Linked DNA regions of Mus musculus: region 2 is linked to region 1. The links are chromatin contacts, called in public HiChIP or PLAC-seq maps. All regions are on one chromosome and are shown on one strand. The core of a region is the stretch at or near the end of the contact, and the rest is flanking DNA. Distances in the headings are between cores, read along the strand shown.

Evidence for each region. HiChIP or PLAC-seq counts read pairs in DNA pulled down with a chosen protein or histone mark.
Region 2: an H3K27ac HiChIP or PLAC-seq map of microglia shows a contact between it and region 1, with 7 times the contacts expected there. The contact joins the promoter of Mthfr here to the promoter of Zfp984 in region 1. A contact is called at or near these places in 4 of 115 datasets of contacts at active chromatin or transcription factors (effector CD8 T cells, embryonic stem cells, memory CD8 T cells and 1 more) and 2 of 9 other capture datasets (adipose tissue and liver).

Annotation. Positions count from the first base shown.
Region 1 is chr4:147,807,883-147,812,335 of GRCm38.p6, forward strand. Zfp984 (zinc finger protein 984) reads right to left here and starts at 1,906. Exons shown (of 6, transcript NM_001127189.3): 1 at 1,786-1,906.
Region 2 is chr4:148,036,990-148,041,442 of GRCm38.p6, forward strand. It overlaps Mthfr (methylenetetrahydrofolate reductase), which reads left to right and starts at 2,088. Exons shown (of 12, transcript NM_010840.3): 1 at 2,088-2,143. Clcn6 (chloride channel, voltage-sensitive 6) reads right to left here and starts at 1,824. Exons shown (of 23, transcript NM_011929.3): 1 at 1,692-1,824; 2 at 925-984. The coding sequence starts at 1,778. RefSeq lists promoters at 1,538-2,176, 1,987-2,176, 2,429-4,222, 3,949-4,222.

The DNA.
Region 1 (4,453 bases), core at 656-3,155:
CCAACCAGATATCTCTAAATGCTTTCTCCCTCAGACTGAAATGCCAAAAACTAACCCAACCACCAGCATAAGACCCAGATATCCAGATATCTTCGTGCATTGCTGCAGGTTGCATGTCTTAGAAAAATAATAAAAGCCTCATAGGAAACTACAGTGGCCTATAAAACTGCCTGTAGCATGTGACCAAATCCATCTCTTGGTCAGGATGTATTATTTTATAAAACTTGCCCACGTGGTACAATTAGTTTTTCTCTGGCAACACTCAGGGTGCACAGACCCACTATATATCTTCTTCTCAGCTGTACCTTACTGCAATCCTGTCTTCATGTTTTATTCAAACCTAAGGTGTAATATTAATAACTAAGCCTATGAAGACTCATTTCTCAATGCTGTATTTACATCAAAGACTACATATACCTCAGTGTTAAACTAACGGGGACTATAACTTTGCTAGGTTAATATTAATATTTACAGCCAGGAGACAGTTAAAAATTGAAACATAAAAACAAAAAGTAAGCCTTTAGGGTCAGGCTTAAAAATAAGATCCTTGTGACTCAATGCCCCCAAGGTATGCTAATCATAAAGCAGATAGCAACATTCCTCCATCCACCCACTTATAAGCTGTGCTTTCAAAGAAAGTCACCTTGACCCACCCCGACAACTCCAGGAACTCACTATGCAAATGTGCTAATGTTATTGAGACTCATACACAGCTGTCTTGACTTTCCACTTTCAACTGGTATTTTTGGTATTTTCCAACAACGCCCTCCCCACCCCCTTGACTTGTGGTTCCTTCCTTTAAATACCCCCTTACCCAGCTACTCTGCATACCACAGTCCTCTAGCATTGCATGGTTTATGACTGTGGGCCTGAGAGCTCTCTTGAAATAAAAGTCCTCTTGCAATTTGCATCAAAACCGTTTCTCCAGTAATTTGGGGTGTTGCCTCTCCTGAGTCAGAACGTGGGAGAGTCCTCACCTTTTGGGTCTTTCAACAGTACTTTATAACGAATATTTTCGAATTCAATCAAATCTGCACTGATCCCCATATGACAAATACCTACAAAGCTCTCTAGGGATGCCTATCCAGTTCCCTGGAGAAAGGGAAACGAAATGGCAAATGGAGGAACAAGGGAGTTAAGAAAGCATGAATGAATTTGAATTTGAGGAGCTTTATTATGGCTTTTGCAAAGACAACCATCCCAATACACAAACTCCAGAGACGGCCAAGGATCTACGGGGTTATTTAAAAAAAAAAAAATCTGGCACCCATAAAATTAATTAAAACATCACCATGAACCCAATTCACAGGATCTCAAACTTCCTGATAATGGTAAGATACCACAACAGAATTGGGAGAGTGGCGGCAGAAAATGCACCCCTGCTCCACATGCCTGCCTTGCTCCTGCCCATTTCCCAGTCCAACAGCTCCTCTGACTTGGAAGGTGACAGGACCAGCTGCTCAATGTCCTAGGAGGCCAGCACAGCAATTGCAGCTTAAAGAAGTTTTCAGGTTCCGCAAACACTGAATTGTGAGAGGGGCGGCAGAAAATGCACCCCTGCTCCACGCCCCTGCCCAGCTCCTGCCCGTTCCCCAGTCCAACAGCTCCTCTGACTTGGAAGGTGACAGGACCAGCTGCTCAATGTCCTAGGAGGGGCAACTGCAGCTTAAGGGAGTTTTCAGGTTCCGCAAACACTGAATTGTGAGAATGGCGGCAGAAAATGCACCCCTGCTCCACACGCCTGCCCAGTTCCTGCCTGTTCCCCAGTCCAACAGCTCCTCTGACCTGGAAGGTGACAGGACCAGCTGCTCAATGTCCTAGGAGGCCAGCACAACAACTGCTGCTTAAGAAAGTTTTCAGGTTCCGCAAATACTAGGCGCTAGTCTCCCTCCATAACTTCCTGATCACGAGGCAGCTGAGATGCAAGAAGAAAGATGAAACCGCGGAACTTCCCTTCATGCTGCCTAGCCCCGCCTTCTGGACCCGCCCAATATTCAGCAGCTTCCTGCAATTCTTCTAAGCCTACCTACTTCGGGACCTTTTAATTAATTAGCTTCCCAATTCTTCACAGCAATGTTTGGTGTTTTGAATTTTTGCTTGCTTGCTTGCTTGCTCGTTCCTTTGCTTTTAATTTGTCTTTTTCTTAAACTCATCTAATCAGGCTGGAGGCCCACCCTCCCCAGCAGGAACCACTCCTCCAACTCTGTTGCAGGCTGCCTTCCACAAAACTTCCCAGGACCTACTCTACACAGCTTCCTCAAAAGGTTGCTGCCAGACTAGACCAGAACTGGATGTAGTAGGACACTGCACCTGGGTTCTGAACCCTTCAGATACAACGCATATTAACTTCTCATATTGTGAGTCTTTTCCTCTGGGCTATAAATGCACACAATTAAGCAGTCCCTTTGAATTCTGATGCTCAGAACAGATACCCAAAACAAACAATAACTTAGATAAAATGTCCTTGGCTCAAACCGCAAACCATATAGGTATCCTATAAGGAGCACAATTTATTTGATATCGAAGACAAAGAATAGAAAACCCACAATCATGATCAAGGACATTAAAGTTTGTAAACCATGTAAATCCACTCACTCAGAGAGAAACGAAATAAATCATGGGCAAGAAAATAATACCAGATTCCTGAAGGAAATGACAATATAAAATATTAAAATTGACTTCAATAAGTGCTTAGAAATGCCAAAAAAAAATCCTGAAAAGAAAATGCAGTAAGGCAAATAAAAATAATACATAGAGAACCTGTGGGAGACAGATTATCAGACTTAAAGAAAAGGTAGAGGAGGTGGATGCCTCAATCAAAGAAAATGATGAATTAAAATGATGTTAGGTCAAGGCACAATATTATTTACTTCTTGAAGGGTGAGACAATAAAGAGAAACTCCTTTGGAAAACTGTCTTGATCTTTGTCAAAAAAAAAAAAGTAAGGAAAGGAAGTAAGGAAGTAAGAAGGAAAGAAAGAAAGAAAGAAAGAAAGAAAGAAAGAAAGAAAGAAAGAAAGAAAGAAAAGAAAGAAAGAAAGGATGAAAGAAAGAAAACTTGAACAAAATTACAATACATACTGCACTGTTTGTTGATAAATGGTTTCCTGATTGTTCCCTGTAACACTCTATGACACCCATGCATATCAGTATAAGCTGGGGAAAGGAGACTCGAGATTTACCCAAGTCTCATTAGACTCTTGCTAGGAAGTCAACTCTTTTCATGATTGTAATGAGTTCCAGGATTCTCATTGACCTCTGAGGTTCAAAACCTGTTGTGATGATTATGAGAGGTTAAAATGGATTCTAGCTCAGCATGGCGGTGAGAGCTCAGAAGCACAAGCCCAGACCTGGGGTTCTGTCTTTAAATAGGGTTCTATGCCTATGGACACCTTTCAGATGGCAGGGCTACTTGTTTCCCATTGTGTTGAGTTTTAGTTTTCCCCATATTGTACTTATGCAAAAAAAAAAGTCACAAGTTAATTGATTCTTCATATGTGAGTAGATTAAACATACTGGTGATTAATAATGCATCTGAGTTAAGGAAAGAAATAAAAGCCTTTTCCTCAGAGCATTTAACTAAGTGTGAGTCCAAAGTTGAATTCTCTACTTCATTTTCCCTGTGTCTTCCACCCTCTGTGTGTCTGTTCAGTTAGTTTAAATCTGTAACTTCCTGAAGGCTGCTTGTATAGCTCTCCCTTTCTGTCTGCCTTTTGTCTCCATGTTGGTGTCTATCTGTGTAATCTGTTGTCTATTTGTATCTCTCTGACTGACCTTGAGAGAGAGCTTTGGAGTGCTTCTAGAACATCAAGGGAACCATCACATGGGGAAAGAATGGGATAGTGAACAGTAATCTTTTATAAAGGATTAGGTAACTGGCTCCAAGTGGTCAAGTGGACAACAAACATTTATAAATATGACTTTTATCAAAAAATACCCATAACTGTATATGCATTTTTGAACTATGCTTTAAGCCTCTGCATTTCATGCTTTCATCAAGTGACACTCATGCAGTTTCTGAGCAGGACTTGAAAAAGTACATAAATTGCCATTGTATCTATGCATCAAGTTAGGTTTTAAAAGTTGATATCAAGAGAAGTCCAAGGAAAATAATGTGAGTTTTTACATTGTTCTTTGAAAAGTGTGCTAAACCCTCAGTAGGATCACAGCTTTAAAACTTAAATTTCTTCAAGTTGCCTTAATTCTGGTTGTGAGGTCCAGGAAAATTCCCCATTTATTAGAAGTTAAGATGTTTTATATAATACATTGTCACAGTTATGGTTCTGCCAATGCATAGGAAAGCACCATGGAGCAAGACTCCATGGAGTTATAATGGGTGTAGTCTTAGTAAGATGTTCGCAAAAAAAAAAAAAAAAAAAAAAAATTTAAAGTACCAGCTTATAAGTGTATGAATGTGTTTCAAATGAAGTTCTGAATTCTGAAAGAGATGGAAT
Region 2 (4,453 bases), core at 838-3,337, 230 kb after region 1:
CTGTCGAGATGGCTCAGTGGTTAAGAGCGCCGACTGCTCTTCTGAAGGTCCCTAGTTCAAATCCCAGCAACCACATGGTGGCTCACAACCATCTGTAACGAAATCTGATGCCCTCTTCTGGAGTGTCTGAAGACAGCTACAGTGTACTTACATATAATAAATAAATAAATCTAAAAAAAAAAAAAAATTCACATGAACATTCTATCAGCCTAAGGCAAGCGAGCTACAAATGGGTGTGACAGAGTTACTCAAAAGGTTGGATAGGGAAACAAAAATGTTGGATAGGGAGGCTGGAGAGATGGCTCAGCAGTTAAGAGCACTGACTGCTCTTGCAGAGGTCCTGAGTTCAACTCCCAGCAACCACATGGTGGCTTATGACCATCTGTAATAGGAATCCGTGTCCGAAGACAGCTACAGTATACTCATATACATTAATTAAATAAATAAATCTTTTTCAAAAAATAAGAGGTTGGGATAGGATTGATGGAGCAGCCTTTGTGAGTCTCCAGAAGAGCTCTTCCCATCTCAGCCTCCCAAGTCCAGTGGCAAACTAAAAGGAACCACAACATGTGGCCCCACACTCTTCAAAGTTTCATATCTGAAACTGGAAACTATAATCCAGAATAGGGCAGAAGAGAGAGAGGCAAGGTCTCCTCACAGCTCACGAGAGAGACTGTTTTGAGCACTCACAGGGAAGAGCTTCGACCCTGGGTCCCTGGAAGGTTTAATGGCAAACACGCTCTATATCCAGGCAGAACTGGAATGCATCACCACCAGACTGTGGGACCAGGTTAAGGACTTGCTAGGCAGTCATCTCCCCCATTCCCTGAGGCAGAGGGTCAAAGAGCATCTCTGGTTGGAGGCCTGAAGCACTCAGTCCTCTCACTACACCAGTTACCCAGGACAGCATCTGGAACACCTCACCTCATAGTCTTTCCTTGGAAGAATCTCATCCTCTTCTTCCTGTGTCTCCCCAAGGATGGTCTAGAAAAACAGATTCACAGAATGGAGATCTTTTAATGGGTTAAGGGTACAAGGAGGGTAGTATTATTAAAATCGAAATTAGCTAGAGCCATCTTCAAAGAGGAACAATGTTTCAAAACCATGAGCTCTACATTTCTATTGATCGGCGAATTCTTTAAATCGTAATGCTCACCTTCAGGACACCTGAAAGATGTCTGATGGCAGCTTCGTTGGAGGAGAAAATTCGTGTTTCATTTGACAATAGACTGACTACGGAATCGGGGGGAATGAATCAATTCTGAGAACACAACTCAAGTTTTCCCAGCTTGCTTTGCACGGGGAAGCTGGATCACCAGTGACCCAGAAAGAGTGAAGGGTAGAGAATAAGAACAGGCCAGAGAAACTACACCAACGGCATGGGCGTCACGTCCCGCGCAAGGGCTCATTCTACAATGCTTGCTTCGTTCAAAACTCAAAGAGAATATGGACGGCATTAATTCAAGCTGGCCGAGGCCCTCCCTCGGAGTCCAGAGAGAGGTTATAGAACAGAACTCTGGCTGGGGCACGCGGAGGTAAGCTGGATGCTTCCCGAGCCCAGGCAGCGGTCTCCGGGCCCCACCCGCTGCCACCTGCAGGCGCGGTCCGGCGCGGCCCCACCCCCGGCAACGCCTCTTGTCATCCTGTCATCCCTCCGTAGCCACCCCTTCCCCAGCCAGGCAGCCGCTCACCAGCTCCTCGGGGGTGCGGCTCTCCCGTTCACCGCAGCAGCAACACCACCGGCAGCAGCAGCACACGGACCCCCTGCACCCCGCCATCTTCCTCCTTTGCTGCCGCTCCGGACCACCTAGGCCAACCCCCCTCCCACCCAGGATCCGCGCCTCACGTGACTGGCCCCGGGAGGGTCACGTGGCCCTCTCGAGCTCTGGGTCCGGAGACAGGGAGTGGCTGCAGACGGGTGGGGCGAGGGCTCGCGTCACATGACGCAGTACTTGGCTGGCTTCCCCTGAGACCTCTGGGCGCGGCCATGTTGGGGCGGGACTTCCGGCCGTCGTCTCGTCTCGTAGATGTGGCTTCCGCCTGCCGCTCGTCCTGTTTCCCTTAGCAACCGACAGCTCCGCCCCGCCTTCTTCGCCAGCCCTAGGGAGGTGGCACCCTCGCCGCCACCGATCTGACGCAAGAGGTAACGCAAAAGGCTTGGGACGCTGCGGATAGATTCGCAGAGTCGGGAACACACCACCGCAAGCTAGACCTGTGGGCAGGCGGTTAGGTGCTGGCCGGCCCTTTGCACGTGAAGGCTCCTTAGGGCCTATGAATACTCATGGAGGCTGTCACCCCAGCCCCACTACCTGCAGGAAGGTATCTCAAAGTTAAAGGAATCCTGGATCTGGGGCAGTGATCCAGACCCTGCAGCCTTCTGGGACCCGCATCCCCGCCACGGCCTGTGACCCATTGACCAGGTGACCCGATTACCATCCCTCAGGCCATGGTGGCTGCCTGCCATAGTGTCTGTCTGTCTAGCTCTCTCGCTCGCTCTCTGGGATTTTGTTTGGTTTGGTTTGGTTTTCGCGACAGATTCTCTGTGTAGCCCTAGCTGTTCTGAAACTCTCTGTAGATCAGGCCTCGAACTCCGAGATCCATTGCCTCCTGCGAGCTGAGATTAAATATGTGCGTTGTCATGCCTGGTTGCCATAGTCTCTTAAACCCATCTCCCTGACAGCATCTGGAAAGGAAGAGTGGACCGACCATTAGTTTCAACGCCCAGGTGTCCATAGCATCCTGCAGTTCACATGCATCTATCACAACTCTTCCGGGAGTGGTGGGCTCAGTGTTTGTCAGTCTTATTTAAATGATCAGTAGGTGGCAGCGAGGCATTTTGAGATTGGTGTGGAGGTCTTGGCAGTTTTGAGCCCAGTGAGTACTGCCTGTTTTACTACTCTGCCAGGCACTGGCGATGCCACGCCTGAGACTGGTCTTTCTGGTCCAGTCACAGGCAGGGGACTGGACAGTAGAAGGGTAAACAAATTTGTCGGTTCACAGGCTCATCCTTGTGTGATTTGGGAGCTCAACTAATAATGGATAGGGGGTGGGAACTGTTAGAAATGCTTAAACCGAGCCGGGTGTGATGGCGCACGCCTTTAATCCCAACACTCAGGAGGCAGAGGCAGGCGGATTTCTGAGTTTGAGGCCAGCCTGGTCTACAAAGTGAGTTCCAAGACATCCAGGGCTCTACAGAAAAACCCTGTCTCGAAAAACCAGAAAAAAAAACAAAAATGCTTAAACCTTGGAGCGGTTTGCTGTGCCTGAGTCAGCTCCTCCGGTTTTGTTCCAGCAGTGAAAACGAGGCATTTCCCTTGGGTGGAGGAGGAAGGCCTTTGAAGGCCTTTCTCACTCTCCATGAGAACCTGGCAGTTTTAGGTCAGAACAGAAGTGGGACAGATAGATTGGGAGTAACACTGGCACTAAGTCTGGAGTCCAGGAGGGGAAAGAGCAATGGATTTCTTCCGATTCTTGAAGCTGAGACCCAAAATGGTACACTGACTTAAGAGGTGGAAGTTTCTGGAAAGAAACAAACCTGACCTGGTTTCTCTGTTGCTCCACGTCACCACACAGATAGCCACTACTGTGCTGGCCCACTGCTGTGCAGTGGTAGTGTTTGCTTCTTTTCCAGACTAGACTGCAGTATGGCCCTGTGCCCTGTTGGAAGGGCGTATGTGGTAGACTGTGGTCACTGATCCTTTTGACTTAATTGGCGTGTTTAGGGAGAGCTGCTACCAGGGCAGGCACAGATGGAACAACCTTTGTTCAGAGTTGGACATAAATCCATCCCTACCCTCGGTGACTTCAGTCCACCTGCCTCTGCAGCCCAGCCCGTGGCAAGTTCTAGCTCACAACACAACAGTCTTTTTGAAGTAGTGTGATCTCAGGAGATCTGGCTGCTTGGCCATGCTGCAGAAAGCCTATATAACACGTTCCAGGCGAAGCCAGCCACAGTGAGCTGTTCTTTCTTTGGTGGGGGAAATCTAGTGATCCTGAATGGCTAATAGCTAATCTCTAACCCCTGCCTGCCCACTCCTCCCCTCCCCCACTCATCTTCCTCCTTTGACTTGCGCCTGAGCCTTCTCCAGCCGGGAAACCTTACTCCCGCCCCTTTGCGTGGCCCCAGCTTCAGCTCGGGGCTCTTTGTCACAGCTCCGCCCAGTTGGGCACACCCTCCAGGAAAGGTTCCTTCCCCACTCACTCTGGGTCTGAGCAGATCGGGATGAACCATCAAAAAGCCAAGGTCCTCCCAGCTGGGCACTGTTATCCATCCCTGGGGATGTGGGCCTCAGAGGCTGGCTGCGTGAGGCTTTCTGTGCCACCCTCTATCAGGTAGCTGTCGCCTACGATCCGATCTGTGAGCTGAAGGACCCAAGAGCCGCTCAGTGGGAGGTGGTCATACAAAGAGGCAGACGACAGCAGGGGCGTGGGGGGGAGGGCAAAGCTCTTGGAG